2 separate regions of the Mus musculus genome follow, and region 2 is linked to region 1. A link is a contact called in public Hi-C data. All regions are on one chromosome and are shown on one strand. The core of a region is the stretch at or near the end of the contact, and the rest is flanking DNA. Distances in the headings are between cores, read along the strand shown. Region 1 holds the start of Slc24a4 (solute carrier family 24 (sodium/potassium/calcium exchanger), member 4). Region 2 overlaps Slc24a4 (solute carrier family 24 (sodium/potassium/calcium exchanger), member 4).

Evidence for each region. A called contact is a pair of places that touch in the nucleus more often than the background predicts.
Region 2: a contact with region 1 is called in a Hi-C map of olfactory sensory neurons, with 2.4 times the contacts expected there. The contact joins the enhancer-like site here to the promoter of Slc24a4 in region 1. A contact is called at or near these places in 5 of 39 promoter capture datasets (the 3T3-L1 cell line, embryonic stem cells, hippocampal neurons and 1 more), 1 of 15 datasets of contacts at CTCF or cohesin (pro-B cells), 9 of 484 Hi-C or Micro-C datasets (the HL-1 cell line, bone marrow-derived macrophages, cerebral cortex and 5 more), 2 of 115 datasets of contacts at active chromatin or transcription factors (embryonic stem cells and neural progenitor cells) and 4 of 9 other capture datasets (adipose tissue, liver, macrophages and 1 more).

What each region holds. Positions count from the first base shown.
Region 1 is chr12:102,123,791-102,131,263 of GRCm38.p6, reverse strand. Slc24a4 (solute carrier family 24 (sodium/potassium/calcium exchanger), member 4) reads right to left here and starts at 2,537. Exons shown (of 17, transcript NM_001362345.1): 1 at 1,745-2,537. The coding sequence starts at 1,874.
Region 2 is chr12:102,173,758-102,181,230 of GRCm38.p6, reverse strand. All of the region lies in intron 2 of Slc24a4 (solute carrier family 24 (sodium/potassium/calcium exchanger), member 4), which reads right to left. Among named protein-coding and RNA genes, the nearest start is that of Slc24a4, 49 kb to the right of the region's middle. Within about 2 kb of position 3,205, at least 2 of the 459 cell types and tissues checked have an H3K27ac peak or open chromatin away from gene starts, as enhancers often do. A contact at or near this core is called in olfactory sensory neurons, where this site is marked.

The DNA.
Region 1 (7,473 bases), core at 1,288-3,787:
CAAGTCTTCTGGAAGAGCAGTACAGGCTCTTAACCTCGAGACATCGCTCCAGCCTCGGGGGTTGGCTACTTAGAGCCACCTGTAGTGAGTGCTACAGTCATTGGCAGCATGCTATCACCTGCTTACAAACACTATCCTGCTTCCTGCATCTAATCCTGTGTTTCTAGTCTCACATGGGTCACTTTGTGATCCGACCTTGGACGAGATTGAGCTGGTCTCAGCTCCCTCCACCTCTCCACCTCCACACAACAAAAGATTACATTAGGAGCACTAAATACTTTCTCAGTGAACTTGCTCAGGTGGTCCCCACAATTGGATGCTTAAATGTGTGTGCTCAGCCAGCTGATGGTACATGGCTCCGTGTGTAAACACATCACCCAGGGATCTGCTCGAAATGGAACTCTGATTCAGTAGGTCCAAGGCAGAGATTGAGAGTCTATAGTATCAAGCTCCCGGGTCATCATGCTATGGTCCAAGGGGTCACACAGAGCCATATCAGAGAAGGCATGGATGCCCCTGAACAGAGATGGTAGCACGGGAAGCTAACTCCTGATCTAGCACATAAAAATAGCTCTGGCTTTCAGACTACACCTCAACTCTTTACCTGTCCAGATGTTTCAGCTAGGTAGCGATACATCCTCCAGAACGCCTAACTCTCGCAGCTCCTCTAGACATTTTGTCGTTTCTTGTGTTTAATTGTCCAATTGCAAAGCATTGGGTATGAAGGTGTTAGAAATAAACTTTCTGGACTTCTTTAGAAACGAGCCACTCTCTAGCCTTCTACCCCCCCAAATCACAGTCTGGGTATTGAAAGAGAGTGATGTCTCTTTTTCTGTTTAAAAATTTAACCAGGTTTCACTTGTTTTTAACGTCGCTGTACCGATCTCTTAATGATCCCAAGATACTATGTTAATGGCCTCACTAACCACTCAAAAAAGATGCCCTCCTCCTGTGCCTCTGGCTAGGTTAACAACATTTATTTCACGGGGGGGGGGGGTGTCACCCCAAATGTTAACAGCACTAGTTCTGAAATATCTAGGCACTAAACATTCTTTAAAGGCTAAACACGAGCCCAAATCACCCCGAAATAAATATTTCATAAGTTTCTTCTCTTTCCCCACTCCGTCTGAAATTTGCATGTCTTAACAGACTCCCAGGTCGCCTTCTGCTTGGAGGAGCGTGGATCATGGCTATGCACGCCAGCCCTCCCTCTCCGTGGGGATTAAGCAGAGTTGAGTGAAGGGATGCTGGAACATGGCAGCAATCTCCCACGGGGACAGACTGCCCCCGCTCCGTTTAGGTTTGGGGAAGACCAAGCATTTGGATCAGAGCAGGTGCAAGGAGGAGAGCAGAGACTAAGCCTGAGAATTTGGGTCTCTGAGGGATGGAGCACAGCTTTGCAGAACAGAAAAGGGGGCTGCTCAGTTTCACACATCCTAAAGCGGGAGACTCTACCCCTGGGCTGCCATGAGTTGCCCATTACCCGCACACTCCAGGGACAGAGGTGGTGCAGGCTTTGATCCCAATAGCACACCTACAACTACGTCCGGAACCCCCAGGGAGCTTGAGCAGTTCGGCAGAACGTCGCCACAGTCCAGCTCGAGGCTCAGCACTCCTGGGTGAGCACTGCCCGCTGAGCGGGAAGGGAAAACCCTGGGGACCAATCTGACAGAGAAGAAGCTGGAGCTGTCAGAGCTCAAGCCCCCCAACTCCTCCAGCGGAAAACATCCTTTCCCACACCTACCCAAGCTTCCAAAGAGGCCGGAGGCACAGCACACCAGGGCCAGCACAGCGCACACGAAGCCAACTTGCTGCGGCAGCATCTCTCGCCTCCGGCGAACTTTGCTCTGCCGGATGAGTCCACGGAGAGCCATCTCCGTACGCCCCGCGCCCCTGGAAGAAGATCCCGAGCTTCAAGGGTTGGAGCGCTGTCTGTGGCCCAGCGGCGTTGGGGCTGCAGCGGGGCGATGCGTAGCTCAGAGGCAAGGGGCTCTGGGAGATAGCTTCATGGTCCGCGAACAAGGCAGTCACGGGGAGATCGGATGGGAATACCAGAGGAGGGGGAGCAATGCACGGCCGGAGCTCAGAGTTCCGCGCGGGGCGTGCGCGCTGCTCGCACCATGACTCCGTGGCGAGGAGACGACGCCTGCACGGTGGCGCTGGCGGCCCTGCTTGTCGGCTTGGCGCAGTCCGGGCGCTTGGAGCCGCTACCTGCCCACTGCTCTTCAGCGCGCTCGGAGTCCGCCGGGAGCAATCAGTGCTTGGCGAGCGCCCCCGCGCCCCGCGCCGCCGCGCCCACTCGCAGCATCCTCCTCGTCCAAGTTTAGCCCCGGCCGCCCCGGCTGCCCGCCTGCGAGGCTCCTCTGCTTCTCTCGGAAAGCAGGGCCCTGGCAGCTAAGTGCGTGCAGAAGGACCGCGCGCAGCACTCTCAGAACTCAAGACCCTCTCGGCCAGTGGCCGCAGTTTGGGCCCTCCCGCGGGCGAACTGTCCCGGGAACTTTCTCTCTGGCTCTTAGGCGGCCAGAGCCTGTGTCTGCGAGGCCGTGGCGCCTCCCGCAAGCTGCTCTCGCCTCCCTACTCCTCCCCTCCCGCCTGCCCGCCTCTCATCCCCCCCCCCTCCCCTGCACGTGTACACCTCCCCTAGGGCGCTCGCCCAGTGCGCTTCTCCCTTCCCCCAAGAGAGGCTCAACTACTGACCAATATAATCCCCTTTCCTTGCCTCCCTCCAAACCCCTTCCTCTCTCTCTCTCTAACCCTACGGAGCCAAAATGAGTCCTCAGCTTCTTGTGATTGCTATAAGGTGGAACAGGTTATGGCATCACCAAGGACTCTCAGAACCAGGGTTTCTGTAGGGCTCTCACACGGGTCCTGGCTCCCCGAGACCCCCTACCCCCCGCAGCGACCCAAGGCGGTCACCACTACCACCCGGAGGTCTCCAATGCACAAGTAGCTTAATTGCTAGCTCAGTGCTAAGAAACAGGCTTGCACCAAGCCAACCGACGCCCGCCGGGACCAGTTCCTGCCAGGCTCTCTGGGTAACCTAGGGACCTGTGTGGCGGGGGCGCAACACCGACCTACGAAATGCTGGTAATCTGACAGAGGGAGAAACCCCGCAGTTCTGCGGCTCTGCTGCCAACAGTTGGGAGCTTTTGATGTTTTGCAACCTCACAGCTTCGCAAGGCTTTCTGGTTTGGGTTTGTTTTTCCACCTCTCTTACTTTCGGCTCTCTAGTGTAAGCCGCTTTTAAAATGTGGGCGCAGTGAAATTTCCGAAGAGCAGTGGAGGTGTCATCCAGACGCAAATAAGTGGAGGGGACCTCTATCAGGAAGGATCTCTAACTCAGACTTCCCTGTCGGTTTTCTATCCTGTGCTGATTTAGGGGTTAACTCCTCTTAAAACCATTTTTGGATCAAAGCCAACTGTGTTTAATTAAATAAATACATACCCGCCATTTGTGAGCTCTGTGCCAAGTGCCATCCAGCCAAGAAACAAAACAACAACAACAACAACAACAACAACAACAACGTGTATTAAGACCCAATGTCTGCTTTCAAGGAACCCTGAACTAAAGGGGGGCCTGTCCCTCAGATGCTAAGTGGGATTCTCAAAGTGTTTTGCTCTGAGCGCCAAACATTCCCTTGCTGCTCATTAGGCTACGGGGTGGTCCACAGCAGCCAAGTCATTGCCTGGGAGTATAGGAGACAGGCAGGTTGCACATTTAAATCTACTCTTAGACCTACTGAGCTAAAATGTGCATTTTTAACCAGATTCCCTAGAGATCTTGAGCATAGTCAAGTGTGAGGACTTCCCTTCTGGGGACTGTCCCAAATGCCTCCTCTAGCTGGCCACTACCAGCAAGGTTCCTTTGTACTTCTTAGGCAAGCAGAGGGACACAGGTAAGAAGTGCCCAGAAAGCTGGGGTGGGGGCGGGGTGGGGTGCCATTGTTTGCAGCATCTTCATTTCTTTTTTTTTTTTTAAGATTTATTTATTTTATGTATGTGAGTACACTGTTGCTGTCTTCAGACACTCCAGAAGAGGACGTCAGATCTCATTACAGATGGTTGTGAGCCACCATGTGGTTGCTGGGAATTGAACTCAGGACCTCTGGAAGAGCAGCCAGTGCTCTTAACCTCTGAGCCATCTCTCCAGCCCCAGCATCTTCATTTCTATACTGTTCAGTATGGTCCGTAGAATAGGTGAGTTTATTAAGTATAGGAAAAAAAAAAGAAAAAGAAAAAGAAAAAAGTAAAAGAACAGGCAGGCAGGCAAAGTGGGCAGGTAGATAAATAGCAAAACATGGCCAAATCTGAGATTTATAAACTGGAAACAGTTACAATTGGGCGAGTTGAGGCAGTCAACTGCAGTTCTCAGTTGAACTGTCTCCTCATGGCTGAGCTTTCTGATCTTGGTACCCGCTGCAGGCATTTTTATATTACGGGATAAATAGCACTACCATCAGTTGGAAAGGGGTGACCTTCCTCGGCTCTCAAGGACACAATGGCTTTATTCTTGGGCATGTTGCTCTTGTTCTCCCCACCCTCAGCCCCCACCCATCACAGAGTTGGATGAGATCATCCCTTTCCCAGATAAGGGATCTTGAGATAGAAACATGGTTGGTTCTGAAGTCGGGAATCACAGCAGCATCTCCAACTTCTCAGACAACTCAAACAGCATAGGATAACTTATCAATATGACAGACATCACAAAGATACTGAGGGCATGGATGTAAACCCAACCGCATGGAAAGCCCTAGGAGGGCCCTGTGTAGAACAATCTGGGGTTCCGTCTGGTCTGTAGCATGTCTCTCCAACTCATTATCCTCCGGTTTGGTACTGGCTACCAAACATGCACACTGGCGTTTGAAAAATTACAACATACATACAATTCCCTTCGTTGACTACACTAGACAAGGATGAGTTTATCAACAAAGAAGGGAAAGAAAAAACTATTAAATATGATACTGGGAAAACTGCTTAGCAAGGGCCCTTGACACCCAATTTAAGACAGAGGAAAAAGAGTTGACAGATACCACACCTATACCTGGTATAGAAACAAGTAAATAAAGAATTACACCTAGCATCTTTTTCACACAGGACTAATGAAAACAGAAAGTTTTGAGTCCAGATCAGGTCAAAGGAGTTGTTAGTTTCCACCTGGAAACAGGCAGCCCATAATAGAACACTTCTCTTTGACATTTTTCTTTTTTTTTTTTTTTCCATTTTTTATTAGGTATTTAACTCATTTACATTTCCAATGCTATACCAAAAGTCCCCCATATCCACCCACCCCCACTCCCCTGCCCACCCACTCCCCCTTTTTGGCCCTGGTGTTCCCCTGTACTGGGGCATATAAAGTTTGCAAGTCCAATGGGCCTCTCTTTCCAGTGATGGCCGACTAGGCCATCTTTTGATATATATGCAGCTAGAGTCAAGAGCTCCGGGGTACTGGTTAGTTCATAATGTTGTTCCACCTATAGGGTTGCAGATCCCTTTAGCTCCTTGGCTACTTTCTCTAGCTCCTCCCTTGGGAGCCCTATGATCCATCCATTAGCTGACTGTGAGGATCCACTTCTGTGTTTGCTAGGCCCCGGCATAGTCTCACAAGAGACAGCTACATCTGGGTCCTTTCAATAAAATCTTGCTAGTGTATGCAATGGTGTCAGCGTTTGGATGCTGATTATGGGGTGGATCCCTGGATATGGCAGTCTCTACATGGTCCATCCTTTCATCTCAGCTCCAAACTTTGTCTCTGTAACTCCTTCCATGGGTGTTTTGTTCCCAAATCTAAGGAGGGGCATAGTGTCCACACTTCAGTCTTCATTCTTCTTGAGTTTCATGTGTTTAGCAAATTATATCTTATATCTTGGGTTTCCTAGGTTTGGGGCTAATATCCACTTATCAGTGAATACATATTGTGTGAGTTTCTTTGTGAATGTGTTACCTCACTCAGGATGATGCCCTCCAGGTCCATCCATTTGGCTAGGAATTTCATAAATTCATTCTTTTTAATAGCTGAGTAGTACTCCATTGTGTAGATGTACCACATTTTCTGTATCCATTCCTCTGTTGAGGGGCATCTAGGTTCTTTCCAGCTTCTGGCTATTATAAATAAGGCTGCTATGAACATAGTGGAGCATGTGTCCTTCTTACCTGTTGGGGCATCTTCTGGATATATGCCCAGGAGAGGTATTGCTGGATCCTCCGGTAGTACTATGTCCAGTTTTCTGAGGAACCGCCAGACTGATTTCCAGAGTGGTTGTACAAGCCTGCACTCCCACCAACAATGGAGGAGTGTTCCTCTTTCTCCACATCCACGCCAGCATCTGCTGTCACCTGAATTTTTGATCTTAGCCATTCTGACTGGTGTGAGGTGGAATCTCAGGGTTGTTTTGATTTGCATTTCCCTGATGATTAAGGATGTTGAACATTTTTTCAAGTGCTTCTCTGCCATTCGGTATTCCTCAGGTGAGAATTCTTTGTTCAGTTCTGAGCCCCATTTTTTAATGGGGTTATTTGATTTTCTGAAGTCCACCTTCTTGAGTTCTTTATATATGTTGGATATTAGTCCCCTATCTGATTTAGGATAGGTAAAGATCCTTTCCCAATCTGTTGGTGGTCTTTTTGTCTTATTGACGGTGTCTTTTGCCTTGCAGAAACTTTGGAGTTTCATTAGGTCCCATTTGTCAATTCTCGATCTTACAGCACAAGCCATTGCTGTTCTGTTCAGGAATTTTTCCCCTGTGCCCATATCTTCAAGGCTTTTCCCCACTTTCTCCTCTATAAGTTTCAGTGTCTCTGGTTTTATGTGAAGTTCCTTGATCCACTTAGATTTGACCTTAGTACAAGGAGATAAGTATGGATCGATTCGCATTCTTCTACACGATAACAACCAGTTGTGCCAGCACCAATTGTTGAAAATGCTGTCTTTCTTCCACTGGATGGTTTTAGCTCCCTTGTCGAAGATCAAGTGACCATAGGTGTGTGGGTTCATTTCTGGGTCTTCAATTCTATTCCATTGGTCTACTTGTCTGTCTCTATACCAGTACCATGCAGTTTTTATCACAATTGCTCTGTAGTAAAGCTTTAGGTCTGGCATGGTGATTCCGCCAGAAGTTCTTTTATCCTTGAGAAGACTTTTTGCTATCCTAGGTTTTTTGTTATTCCAGACAAATTTGCAAATTGCTCCTTCCAATTCGTTGAAGAATTGAGTTGGAATTTTGATGGGGATTGCATTGAATCTGTAGATTGCTTTTGGCAAGATAGCCATTTTTACAATGTTGATCCTGCCAATCCATGAGCATGGGAGATCTTTCCATCTTCTGAGATCTTCCTTAATTTCTTTCTTCAGAGATTTGAAGTTTTTATCATACAGATCTTTCACTTCCTTAGTTAGAGTCACGCCAAGATATTTTATATTATTTGTGACTATTGAGAAGGGTGTTGTTTCCCTAATTTCTTTCTCAGCCTGTTTAT
Region 2 (7,473 bases), core at 1,956-4,455, 49 kb before region 1:
CTGGGAAAAAAATGAATCTTCCTTTAAATTTTAATCTTCCTGGTGGTTGAAAAATCTGTGCTTTCTATAGAAAAAACCCTCAAAATATCAAAGAAGAAACTGAAGTTCACTCAGATGCATCTGTAATCTTTACAGATCAACTTTTAACTGCCTATGCTCAACCCCAGGAACGCCAAACTGCACAGATAGTCGAGTCCTTTATCAAAAGTGCAGCAGTGTGTGTGTGTCACCCGTGCACAGCTTTCGTGTGCTTTATTCCTACAACTCCTGATACAGCCTGAATGCTGTCTAAGCAGTCTTTGCACTGCATTGTCGGGGAATAAAAAACAAGGTCAGAGCACATTCTGTACCCGTGTGGTGTTTTAAAAAAAAATATTTTCAACCCAGTGTTGGTTGACTCTGCAGGTATGAGCCCGCAGATCCAGAGGGCTGACTGCGTTTATGATTCCAGACTGAAACTGTGCACAATGATTTTGGCACCAACCTCACCCCAGCCTCACTGCACCCCAAAGCCACACAGACCGCTCTTTTCATGCAGATGCTGACTGTATACAGAGCTGGTGATATATTCATGCACCAGCCCCCATCAGCAACGCCACCCCAGGACCGGGAACTGCTGTGGACTCAACCCATTAAGGATAAGCAAACACTTAGACTGCACAGTCAATATGAAACATTCCATCTTGCTCACAGTAAAGCGGCACTTGTCAGCGGCGTCCGGTGTGCTGGGCAACAGGGACCAGTGAGCGTGCCTGGCAGGACTGGCTCTCAGCACTTCTGTCGTCACATAAGTCAATGGCTCAAATTAAAGTGACCCCAGTGCTGTGGGGGGCATTTTTTTCTTAAAGTCGCTTAGTGGCTAGAGAGAAGGCTCAGCAGTTAATATGGCCTGCTGCTCTTTCAGAGGACCCAAGTTCTGTTCCCAGCACCCACGTCAGGCAGCTCACAACCACCTGTTAATCTAGCTCCAGGGTCTCTGACCTTTTGGCACCTGAACCCACAGGCACATACCACTCCCACACAGACGTAATTAAAAACATAAAGTAAAACTTTCTTTAAGAAGTCACCCAGAACCTAGACTCTTTAGGGAATGCACCTTAAATGTATTGGATCCAAGAACAAAGCTGTTGATGGTTGACAGGAAGCAACCAGAGAGCCTACACATCCAGGTGGGACGTAAAGTGACGGACTTTGGAAACCATTTGGCTCTGTCTATGAATGACGCAGACGCATGGCCACAACCCAATAAACCCTACCGTTACCCGGCAGAAATTATGCATATGCCCTTCAATAATGCATATGCCTTGCACTGCAGGTGCAAGGATGCTCCTGGCTGCATTGCCCATAACAGTGCCAAACGCTGGCCGTCGAGCGCATAGATGGTTTACTCACATTCCTACCGTGGACATGCAAAGCTGGTTTGCTATGTCAACCCTGCAGGAGGACCTCACACACGACGAAATGCCTCAGCAGCTGGGCTCCAGCCTACCTGGTCCCAAGGCCAGGCTCAACTGTCCCCTGAGAAACCCCTGTTTGCCACAGCAATGGGGATTCCCATAAGGCTCACATTCAAAGCTTTGGCGTTAGGTACAGCTATTCTGCTCTACCACAAGTGCAGGCTGAAACTGCCCTATGGTTCTTCCTCTGTGCCATAGGGAAGATGGTTAGTAAGTAGAACCTGGCCTCGTTTCCCATATGTCCCATTCCTTAGGCAGAACAGTAGACTCTGTGGAAAAGTCCCCCTCGCCTTTACAGCCACGCTTCTCTCCTGGTACTCTAGGATGTCCAGTCAGCCATCCCTTCGCTGAGGCTGTTCCACGTCCTTCCCTCCTCCCTTCCCTGTGATTCTGGCTTCAAATTCAGAACAGAGTTGGGCATCTGCTCTGCAGTGTGAGGAAGCAGGCAGGTCTCCCTTGCCTTGGGTTCTTCATACTTAGCGTGACCTGTTTAATTTGTCTGTTCGAAAGTCTACCTGCCTCCCCACGATGCTCCAAAGGAGTACCACAAACAAGCACTGCATTCACTACACAGCTTTCGGGCAAGAAAAGGCACATCTGAAGCCAGGCTTATCTAAGTAACAATCTTTTTATCCTGTTTGGTCTGGCGTGGCCTTCTGAGTCCTTCCCTCATTTTACCGATGGGTGATTAAATCAACAGGGCCTGAACAGATCTAAATCTGAATCCTCTACCACGAGGCAGTCATCCATCTCTTGTGGATTTTTACTGCCCTTATCCATGGAGTGGACTGATCCCTTCCCAGCTTCTGTGATATGGAGGTGGTGCACACGGTAAGAGCCTCATAGGGAGGTTCCTGGGCAACAGATTCACAAAGATCAGGGGTCCCAGCCATTGCACTATGGATAACCTAAGCCATACAGCTTTGTCTGAGCTACCAGTGCCTTGCAGGCTGTTCCGAAGCCTCCCTGCCTACATCCAGGCACGGAAACCTCAAGTGTCTCTAAGCACTGTGGAATGAACACTTGGAACCCCTGACTTAAGAGTCTGATTCCAGGAACCTAAAATCTCTGGGCACCTGTGTTAAATCTGCTTTAACAGTTGGCCCTGGGGCTGGGATATAATCCCCAATGGAAAAATCTGTGGCCCAGCTGGGGCCAGGTGACCTGTGTTGCCTCCCAGAAGGAGCTAGACAGGTAGGAACTGGCCGAGCACCAGCAGAGGGTTCAGGGAGCCTTGGTCAACTTGCACAGGCTCCTGTGGGCAGCTTAGAGCAGCCAGGTCCCAGAAGAGAGGCAAGCCAGGCACATTCTGAATTTTGCCTGCATGGACTTGGGGAGCTGCTTTGCTGGATAAAGGGCTTGGTGCACAAGGATGGTGACCTGAGTTTGATGCCCGGCATCCATATCAGAAGCTAGGAATGGTGATGAGGGCCTGCAATCCCAGCATGGGGGAGGAAACAAGAGGGTCCTGGGGGCTCACTGGCCAGCTAGCTTAGCCAACATAGCAAGTTACAGGTTCAGTGAGAAACCCTGTCTCAAAAAATAGGAGGGAGAGTGACAGGTTCCACACACGCACACACAAACACATGAGCTTGCTGTGTAAGGAGCACACAGGCACCTTATACATACTTACACATGTATACCCCACATGCTAAATGAATTCTGCTTGGACACCTGCCCTTCACACTGCTCTGGAGCCTGAGAGCCACTGGCTGGGAGTGCTGAGTGCACTGTCACTCTTGAGATCCTTCATGCAAGAGTCAGGGACCTACTGGAGTGGTTCCCACTCATATAGAAGACGTAACTACAATGTGGGGCACAAAGCTGCTCTTCGTAGACAGCGCTATGTCCCCAGCAACCCTGTGCACTGGGTCCTGTGGGCCACTCCATGCATCACGTGAGGAAAACTCGCAACACATCTAACAACACACCGCATAGAGGAGCCAGGACTGAACCATGTCTCCCTCGCCCGAATCTCCCTTCTGCCACTCTGTTGTGCCCTGCAAGCTACTAGCTTGCCAAAGAAGACCTGAACCTTTTGTTTGCAATAACAGAAAGGATCATAGATGTGTATTGAGTGTGAGAGCCCACATTCTCTGCCTGCCTGCAGGTGTGCGTACCTGCATTGTGGGTATCCAGCACGTACGTGTATGTGTGTGTTGAGTTCGTGTGTGGGCTGGGGACTGAACCCAGGGTCTTGTGCGGGCTAAGCACATTGCTGTGCCACTGAGCTCCACCCCCTCCAGCCCTTTTGTATTTTCTGATGAATGTTTTTGTTTTTGGGGCTCTCATACATGTGTATAATGTGTTTTGATCCACCACCTACCCCCTCCCCTCCAGCCCCTCCCTTCCTCACCCCCACCACCATTTTTTCCTATCAACTTCATATACTCTCTTTTTAAAAAGTCATTCATTCCAATTCATGATTCCTAATTCATGCAACCATACTCACAAGCCATATGTTCAGTGATATTTAATGGCCATGATGGTTTGCAGACACATCATCTAGTAGTGAAAAACTTTCTCCATGCTAATTCTCTGTATCCATTACCTAGTTATTCCTCCCACCCACCCCACCACAAGCATAGCCCTTGACAACCACTAGCCTATGACTCTGGCTATTCAAATCATTTCCTATAAATGAAATTATTCCCTCTGTTTTTTTTTTTTTGTTGTTGTTGTTGTTGTTTTTAATATCTGGCTTTTTCTCCCAGAACAAGTGTTTTCCATCTCAATTGATATTATTGAGATAATCAGTGCCCTGTTCCTTGTAATTAATAAGTAATATTTCATTTTATGGATATACCACACTTTATCCATTCATTTCTTAGCTGATGAACATCTGTATTATTTCTACTTTTTGTCTATCTTGAGTACCACTGCTATAAATATTTGCCAGCCATTTTTTCGGCTTGGGTATCTGCATGTGATTATTCCAAGTGGAAGGCTGGGAGAGGGACTCTGGGCCATGTGGTCCCTGTTTAGCCCACCCAGAGCCCACCATGGTGCTCTCCACAATGGCAGCACCATGTTACATTCCCACAAGCAACGTGCAGGACTGACAAGCCCTCCCTGACACTTTTGTTTTAAACTGGGAACACTCTAGTGGGTCTAAATTGGCGTCTCCTCCAAACTAGCTCCGAACCATGCACCCAATGAGCATAATCCTAGATGTTACAGCTTTCTCGGAGGAACGTAGGGTTAAAATCACCTCATTCTGTTAAGCCCAATCCCTAGAGAAGAATTTGGTAAACGCTGGAACTGTTGGAGGGGAACCTAATTTTTGGTTTCATTTCTTGGGTTTTCCCAGTCTTATAATCAGGAGTTTGGGCGGTAAGACTGGCGGGGGGCAAGCCTCCTTTCTAATGAGATTTAGGTTGGTGTTCTACTCCAGAAAGCTGCAGGCAATGAAAAAAAAATGTACTCTTTAATCTGTTGACATTTTGTTACCCTGGAGGACTCAAAAATACATGTGCATTCCGGAATTTAATAAAACCCGAGGATGGGGCAAATTTAAAGAGAATTAAAGACCTATTAACAAAAATAGGTCAAGCAAGCAAATCGCAAAGCATCACGCCCACCCTTTAAAGGTCCCCTAACTCCAATTGTGTAACAGCGTGCTAAACCATCCTGGTTTTTGAGGTTCAATATACTAAGAACACAATTTCGAATTCAGGCCCAGGTCATAATGGCTGACCCTAGTGGGAAAATGTCAAAAATGGATGGGGGGATCTGAGAAAAGGGAAGGCATACAGGGGAACTACTGGGGAAGGCACGTTGCTCCATCTGAAGAATCTTGTTTAACTTCCCCAGAACCTCTACACAGTGTGGACAAGGCGCTCAGCCCACCCTACTGACACCCACAGGGTGGCTTCCATAGCCACAGATCAACTCTCCTGTTTCCGCCAACTTTCTACGAACTGACTGTTCACAGACGGATGGCCAGACAGAGGTGGTGTACTGGCTAGTTTTGTGTCAACTTGACACAGCTGGGGTTATCACAGAGAAAGGAGCTTCAGTTGAGGAAATGCCTCCATGAGATCCAACTCTAAGGCATTTTCTCAATTAGTGATCAAGGGGGAAAGGCCCCTTGTGGGTGGTGCCATCCCTGGGCTGGTAGTCTTGGGTTCTATAAGAGAGCAGGCTGAGCAAGCCAGGGGAGGCAAGCCAGTAAAGAACATCCCTCCATGGCCTCTGCATCAGCTCCTGCCTCCTGACCTGCTTGAGTTCCAGTCCTGACTTCCTTGGTGATGAACAGCAGTGTGGAAGTGTAAGCCGAATAAACCCTTTCCTCCCCAACTTGCTTCTTGGTCATGATGTTTGTGCAGGAATAGAAACCCTGACTAAGACAGGTGGGTACTGCAAGGTGATCTTGAAGTCCATCTTGGCCTGGTTGCCCAACGCCTCAGGACAAGCTGGGGCTTTATCCTCTTGGTTAGGTGGCAGCTCACCACCTCTGAGGCTCCTCACACAGGAGAAGGGAGGCTCCTTCCTTCCTCTGCAGAGCTTCATTGAGTTGGTGGTCGTGTGGGGTGCTGGTAGGCTCACACTCACAATGATCCACCAAACAGCTCCAGTCTCTAGGACCAGACCTGAGAGCAAGCAAAGTGTAGGACTCCGAGGGTGTACTCTCTCTGCTCTAGGGCTTGGAGGCCCCCCTCTCCAAGGCAGCATTTGGTTTGAATGAGCCAGGGTTTGGTTTGAATAAAGAGATTTCCCAGGTGTGAGAAGAGTGTGCAGGCATGGTGGTTACAGCAATAGTCTGGTATTGCGTTGGCAAGGAGAACTGCCTTGTGGGATTTTTCACTGAGCAACAAAGGAAGAGGAAAACGAAGGGAGAAGCCATCAGAGACTGGCCACAAGCTGACTGTTGGGTTTAACAGCGTAATGGATGAGATAGTGGTCTCACATAGGTGCAGGCGTGGGGTCCCCAGTTGTTTGTTGGCCATTGTTTGGGGAGGTTATGGAACCTTTAGGAAGTATGCATTGCAAATGGATGGACCTGGAGGGCATCATCCTGAGTGAGGTAACCCAATCACAAAAGAACTCACACAATATGTACTCACTGATAAGTGGATATTAGCCCAGAAACTTAGAATACCCAAGTTATAAGATACAATTTGCTAAACGCATGAAACTCAAGAAGAACGAAGACCAAAGTGTGGACACTTTGACCCTTCTTAGAATTGGGAACAAAACACCCATGGAAGGAGTTACAGAGACAAAGTTTGGAGCTGTGACGAAAGGATGGACCATCCAGAGACTGCCATATCCGGGGATCCATTCCATAATCACCTTCCAAACGCTGACACCTTGCATCCACTAGCAAGATTTTGCTGAAAGGACCCAGATAGAGCTTCCTTTTGTGAGACTATGCCGGGGCCTAGCAAACAGAAGTGGATGCTCACAGTCGGCTATTGGATGGATCACACGGCCCCCAGTGGAGGAGCTAAAGAAAGTACCCAAGGAGCTAAAGGTATCTGCAATCCTATAGGTGGAACAACAATATGAACTAACCAGTAACCCCACCCCACCCCCCGAGCTCGTGTCTCTAGCTGCATATGAATCAGAAGATGGCCTAGTCGGCCATCAGTGGAAAGAGAGGCCCATTGGTCGTGCAAACGTTATATGCCTCAGTACAGGGGAACGCCAGGGCCAAGAAGTGGGAGTGGGTGGGTGGGGGAGCATGTGGGGGACTTTTGGGATAGCATTGGAAATGTAGATGAAATAAATACCCAATTAAAAAAATAAACATTATAAATTTTTTAAAAAGGAAGTATGCATTTGTTGAAGGAAGTACAACACTGAGGCAGCCTTTGAAAGTCTATAGCCACTCTACTTCCTGCTCGCTCAGCTTCCTGCTCCAGCTCACCACTGTCATGTGCTTCCCCTGATGTCATGGATTCCCCCTCTGGAACTGTAAGCCAAAATAAAGACTATCTTCTATAAGTTGATCCTGGTCAGTCTTTTATTACAGCAATGGAAACTGACTGATCCAGAGGGGGTGGTCTAATTG